Linked DNA regions of Mus musculus: region 2 is linked to region 1. Evidence: chromatin contacts called from public HiChIP or PLAC-seq data. All regions are on one chromosome and are shown on one strand. Each heading gives the region's core, a stretch centred on a gene start, on an enhancer-like site or on the middle of the called end of the contact. The rest is flanking DNA. Distances are from core to core; before and after follow the strand shown.

Region 1 (2,931 bases), core at 191-2,690:
GGCAGCCAGCCTCAGGCTGTGTTGGATTTCCAGGACAAGGCTGTACAGCGGACACAAGCCCTCAGTGCAGCTGGTTGGACTTGGAGCCCGGCAGATTGTGTTTTCCTTCCTGTGTGATCTGCCAGGTCCTTTATCCCATCACCCCTCAGTATCTCCATGTCTACTTAGATGGTGTTGTCAGGCTTAAATAGAAGAGCAAATTTCAGGTCCTTGTCACCTCTGTGCAGCCATCGGTAATAGGCCAATGGTATGTGGGTTAATCGTCACAATAACTATCTTTATATGTCCTTCATATTCTGCAGATGGAGTTACTTAGTCCACTCACCAACTAACCCCTCTGAAGTTGGTGCCATTATCCTCCCTGTGGGGTAGATGAGGAACTGGAGTACCTGTGCACACGAGTGGGTTCCCATCCTCATGCGTTTTAGGGTGACGGGCACCACACATAGCCTTTGGAAGGTGACTGTTTTACTTCAATGTTAGCGAGGTGTTTATCTGAGAGCACAATTCCACTCTTGTTTCTGCGCCTTTTCTCTTCCCTATTCCTGGCAGTGGGGATGGGACTGAGAACTCTGGGAAGGTACAGCTCCTAGGGAAAGACATCTTTGAAGAGACAGTCTCACCCTTAGTGTGGGCACCCTATGGACAGGGTCCAGCAGGCCCCATTATGGAGTCTGTGCATGGCCTCTGAGGTAGGCAATAATCTGTCACCTGAGAAGAATAGCCTGAGAGTCTGTCCCAGCCTCTTGAGGCCCAGCTGTCTCACACCTAAGTCTCCACTTGCTCAACTCTGTGTCTGGGTGAGAGCCCATGTATAGTGAAGCTGCCAGGTCAGGATGGATCCACATGTCCACACTGGGGTTGGAGTCTTCTTGCTACTTTCCTCCTTATTCACCAGGGTGAACCGTAGCAATGAGTCCCTATTGCTGGCTAGTTATCTGGCTTCTCCTTCTAGAGTCATGTGGGAGGAGCCATCTGAGGGGCTGTATATATGTTTAAGATCATTGAGTTACAGAAATTATTGTTATGGTTGAGCTTCTGGGTTATTTCCATCCTCTTGGAACGTGTTCCTTAAATTGCTACCAGATGGCACGTGGGAATGTTCTGATAGTCTATGGCAGAGGTTCTTAAACTATGAGTTGTGAACCACTTGGGGGTCAAATGACCCTTTCACAGGAGTCACCTAAGACCATTGAAAAACACAGATATTTACATTATGATTCATAAGAGTAGCAAGATTACAGTTATGAAGTAGCAACAAAAATGATTTTATGGCCCAGGGTCACCACAACCATACTTTGGGGTCGTGCTGCAGCAGGAAGGTTGAGAACCACTGGTTTATAAAACTCCGAGGTCCAGTACCAACATCTCTTGTCTGCCCACACTCATTGTTACCTTTAAAAACTGCTCTATGAAAGCAGAGGTACTCGCTTCTTTAGGTTTCTGTTTTACTAGGGAAGGTGGGCAGTGTTTGTTACTGTTTAGTGGGTAGGGTTTCTTCTTCCACCTACACATGACCAGGGCATATCAGTGTTTAAAAAAAAACAAGCAGGGCAGTGCTGGCTCATGCCTTTAATTCCATCACTCCTGAGGCAGAGGCAGGAGAATTTCTGTCAGTTTCAGCCTGATCTATAGATCACGTTCCAAGAGAGCCAGTACTACACAGAGAAACCCTGTCTCAAAAAACTCAAACCAAAACCAAAACCAAAACACCCCCCCCCCCCACACACAAAAGAAACCAACTAGTATCTTATGATTATAAAATTAGTGTATATGAATCATAAAGTTTCATATTCCAGGAATATGTAACAGGAAGTATGATTCAGGGAATACGTGACTTGGTTAGTCTTCACCCTATGAAATCACTACTATGGAATTGGCTTTTTAAGAATTTTTAAGACAAATTTTACCGTTTCTTCCTTGACCTTGACAGCTTTGGAAAACCCATTCATGGCTCTAGTCTCTTAAAAGGTGTTCTATTTAGTGGTATTTTTGACTAGGAAAATCTATGACTCTCTGAGCTGGGGACATGCACGTAATCCCAGCTGCTGAAGAGGCTGAGGTGTGAAGATTGGATTTGAGGGCAATCTGGACTACTCAGGGAGATGTGATTAAAAAACAATCTATTCAGAGATACAATGCATCCACACGACTCTTCAAGATTTGGGGTTCCCCAGTGACAAACTCCACATCTCCCTGTCATGCTCAGCTGTCCCTCTGCTGAATTCAGTGCTGTGCTTTCTTCCTGACAAGGGTGCTGTCCTTTTGTAGGGTCAGGCTAGGGCACGGGAGAGGATGTCAGCTGCCCTCTCTGCAGATCTCTTTTCTCTACCCGGTCTTTCCATGAGCCCCATCTGCCCAACAGCCTGGTCCTGGTACATCCAGGGAACCAGGGGGTAACAATCATATGAAAGTGTGAGCAAGTTGGGGGCAGGTGAAGAGTGAACTTGCAAGGCTGGCTGGGTCCACGAATCAAGCTGTGTCCCAGAGGGGCTGGGAGGAGCATCTCTGCTTGGGCAACCAGGTGAGGTTGCCATGGGGATAACTATAGTAACTCTGATCAAGCACTGGCCCTGCTCTCTCCCAGCTGGAAGATGAGGTGCCCAGGAGAACAGCTTTGCAGTGCCCTATGCATTCAGACAGGCTGTATTTGGTAGAAATATTTGGTAAATGACACACAATTAATATATTCTGGCTAACTGACCAGGAAAAAAGAAATCTTATTTCTTAGGTACCTGGAATGGGACTGCCTGGTTATGCATATGTTGAAAACCGGCCCCTCAGCTACCACTGTTATTGCCTTAGTCCATAGGGTCCTATGAGGATCTGGGGAGTTAATTAGCACGAAAGGAACACCATTGGGGCCGGGGAGAGGACTCAGGATAGCGTGATGCCGTGTAAGCACGGGCGCCCATGTAAAAGCAGGGAGCA
Region 2 (2,931 bases), core at 316-2,815, 120 kb after region 1:
AACGTGGGCTTGTATCAGCTCTGTAAGGGAGTTCCTCAGGTACGCCTCTCTAGGGAAGGTGCAGAGAGGCCGAGGCCTGGGGCGTAGAAAGCAGAGCTGTGGAGCAGGTTGGGATAAACAGCAACTGGGACAAAAATAGGGTACACTAGACTGGACCCCAGCCATGCCAGCCACAGGTGACCCAGGAGGAAGCTTCACAGTACTCGGTCTCAGTCATGGAGCCAACCACCATGGGTGCTTGGAGCTCTCCTCTTTTTCTCCCCCCTCGTGGAATGAGACACCATCACATGCTGTAACATTACACTATGGGATAACTCCAAGTTCCTGAGCAAAGTTGGTAGATTCCTAGCACAGGCCATTGGAAAGATATTTGGGGGAGGAGAAGGGCGATATTTCTTCATTTGGTTTTAGCAGATTCCAAAGACAAAGAAGATGAGAGGGAGGAGGAGGGAGGAGAAAAAGGAGGGATGAAGGAGGAGGTCGAGGAAGGTGAGGAACTGGAGAAATGAGTGGTTTACAGGGTTCACGAAGACATCGCTACCAAAATGGCTGCTTCCTCCCAGTTACCATCCTTCCTGCTTTGTTAGTATTTTTGTTGTTTCAGTGTCTTACTGTGGATTCCAGCCTGGCTTGAATTCAACCTCCTGCTTACCAGCATGGGCCACCACACCTAGCTCCCTTTGCATTTTGAATTATAAAACAACACACCCACACATCTATAGTTGGAAGATGTTTCTTCTCACATGCAGCAATCCCTCTATTTCTCCCCTGTAAAGTCTTATATATTCATGTGTGTTCTTGGGCACACTCTCCATTTTTGGTTTATATTAAACCTTTGCATTTCCCCATATCACTTGGTGTCATAAGTGCCCTTGTGAATGGTCTCACAGAATTCACCCAGTGGATGTCCTGTCATTTAAGTAAATGGCCCCATCACCTTCCAGTGGGATTTCAGGGCCATTGTCACAGGAGTCTGAAGCCATCCCAACCTGGATTTCCTGTTCTGCATCTTCCTAGATGTACAATCTTGGAGACTTGCTTTCTTCATCCCTGCCTTGGGAACAATAATACTTTCCTCAAAGTGTTATTTAGAGGAAAATAATGGATAGAAACATTTGATACAGTTCTTGAAGTATAGTGTATGTCCTGTACTTAAAGCCAGTCTGTTATTTTGAATTTATCTCTATGATAATCTTTTCATCCTTTGGACTAGTTTTTGTGATAAATTCACAACTGTAACTCAGGGTCAAGATATTTGTGTACTTAAATTGAAGTAGATTGATGCCTCTTGATGTCATAGCAGTTCCCACTGGCTGTTTTTCACGATTGTAAGTGTACTGCCTTCAAAGTAGCCTCACCAGGTCTGGCCAGAAGTTGTCGTTTTCTAAGTTGGGTAATTTAGTGCATTAAATATGACCCTGTGATCTGCTCACGTTAGAATAGTAGTGAGAATAGTGTAATTAGCAGCCTACTCGTCCACCAACCAGCTGCCATAATCACGGGCCTCCTCCCACACTTTGCTTTGAGGAATTTCAGAGTAAACCCTTGTGGCATGCCACTTCCTTCACTGGGCCACGTGGTATACACCCCAACCTCACGAGGGCCTTTTATATCCTCACACAAGCTGCCCTGCCTGATCATACGGACCAAGAGGAAAGTCCTCCTTCATATGACTTCACACACTGTCCCCACAGTTGACGTAGTGCTTCCTATTAAGCAGTATGAAGGAACGAATCTGAGAGGTTGGGTCCCACCAGAGCCCAGCCATTTCTTTATGTTGCTGTCCTGAAATCTTTTCCATCCTTGCTCACCACGGGTTTTCTGGGTTGTCTTATAGAATGGGTTCTGTGTTGGGCTTGGGGTTTTCTCATAGACAGACTGAACACTTTTCTTCAGGCCCCCTTTCTTTTAAAATGGTAATTATTTCCTCATTTTAGCATGAAGTGTTTGGAGGGGCGGTCCTTCTTCTTAGTAGACCCTCAAGGAGTCTTAGATTCCAACATGACTGCTGTTCCTGGCAGGATAGTTATTGTCTGTTAAATGCAGGGTTAAAGAATGGTGTTGGTCTACAAGTGATCCGACTACAATCAGTCCTTGATGCAGAAGTCCCTTTGGTGGGCTACTTCCCTGAGAGCACTTTCTACAGATTCAAGTGGAGAAACGACCTGAAAGGTTGCATGGCTGCAGGATCGTCACAATCATTATAGTGATACACCATTGTGTGTTGGTTAAGCTTGGTGAGAGTAGACTTTGGGAGGAAACCCCCCACCCCATGACCAAAACAAATTCTCCTTTCCTGAAGTATGCTGAAGTATGCTGGCCCCCTAATTGTAACAAGGAGAACAGGCAGCTAAGAGCAAGAAGTTGTTGTGTCCTTGACAACAGCTAGAAGGCAACCCACGTCCAGTGGGGGTTACTATTGCTTATCTCATAATAAAAAGGCCTGCGGTGGGGGTGAGAAGCTGGAAGCTCATCCATGGAGAAGACCCTCTAGCTGGGACGCTAGCTGTCTTCCCCAGGGGCGGTGTCCCCAGTCTGTTTCTAAAGTTGTGCACTTTGAGCACCAGACTGCATGAGCATCACCTTGTGGGCGTCTATCTGCTGCTCCTTGCTACCTTATACTCACTATGTAATCGTCTACTTTTTGCTTGCTATGAACTCAGTAAACTGCTCATTCAAAACTGAAAACACCTCTCTTGCCTCCTACAGAACCAGGGTGACAAATGACTTTGAGAGATGCCACCTGGCAGAATATGATTAGTTAAGTGGTGGCAGTGAGCTTTGTTAGGATTCAAACAAGGGCACCACGTCCTTGGGCACAGCTGATCTGAAGAGACTTCTTAGAAGAAAAACTTAGTCTGAGATTTGACCAGTGTGTGCTTTTAAAACACAGAGAAGCCTGACAAATGGACTCTCCTGGGTCTGAGTTCA

What was found. HiChIP or PLAC-seq counts read pairs in DNA pulled down with a chosen protein or histone mark.
Region 2: a BATF HiChIP or PLAC-seq map of CD8 T cells shows a contact between it and region 1, with 11 read pairs. The contact joins two enhancer-like sites. A contact is called at or near these places in 2 of 15 datasets of contacts at CTCF or cohesin (CD8 T cells and large pre-B cells), 21 of 484 Hi-C or Micro-C datasets (CD4 T cells, CD8 T cells, CD8 central memory T cells and 14 more), 4 of 115 datasets of contacts at active chromatin or transcription factors (CD8 T cells, bone marrow-derived dendritic cells, embryonic stem cells and 1 more) and 3 of 9 other capture datasets (adipose tissue, embryonic stem cells and liver).

Annotation. Positions count from the first base shown.
Region 1 is chr14:27,197,236-27,200,166 of GRCm38.p6, forward strand. It overlaps a transcript of Arhgef3 not described here. Among named protein-coding and RNA genes, the nearest start is that of Gm34848, 67 kb to the right of the region's middle. Within about 2 kb of position 1,441, at least 24 of the 459 cell types and tissues checked have an H3K27ac peak or open chromatin away from gene starts, as enhancers often do. A contact at or near this core is called in CD8 T cells and Th2 cells, where this site is marked.
Region 2 is chr14:27,315,751-27,318,681 of GRCm38.p6, forward strand. It overlaps a transcript of Arhgef3 not described here. Among named protein-coding and RNA genes, the nearest start is that of Arhgef3, 19 kb to the right of the region's middle. Within about 2 kb of position 1,566, at least 37 of the 459 cell types and tissues checked have an H3K27ac peak or open chromatin away from gene starts, as enhancers often do. A contact at or near this core is called in CD8 T cells and Th2 cells, where this site is marked.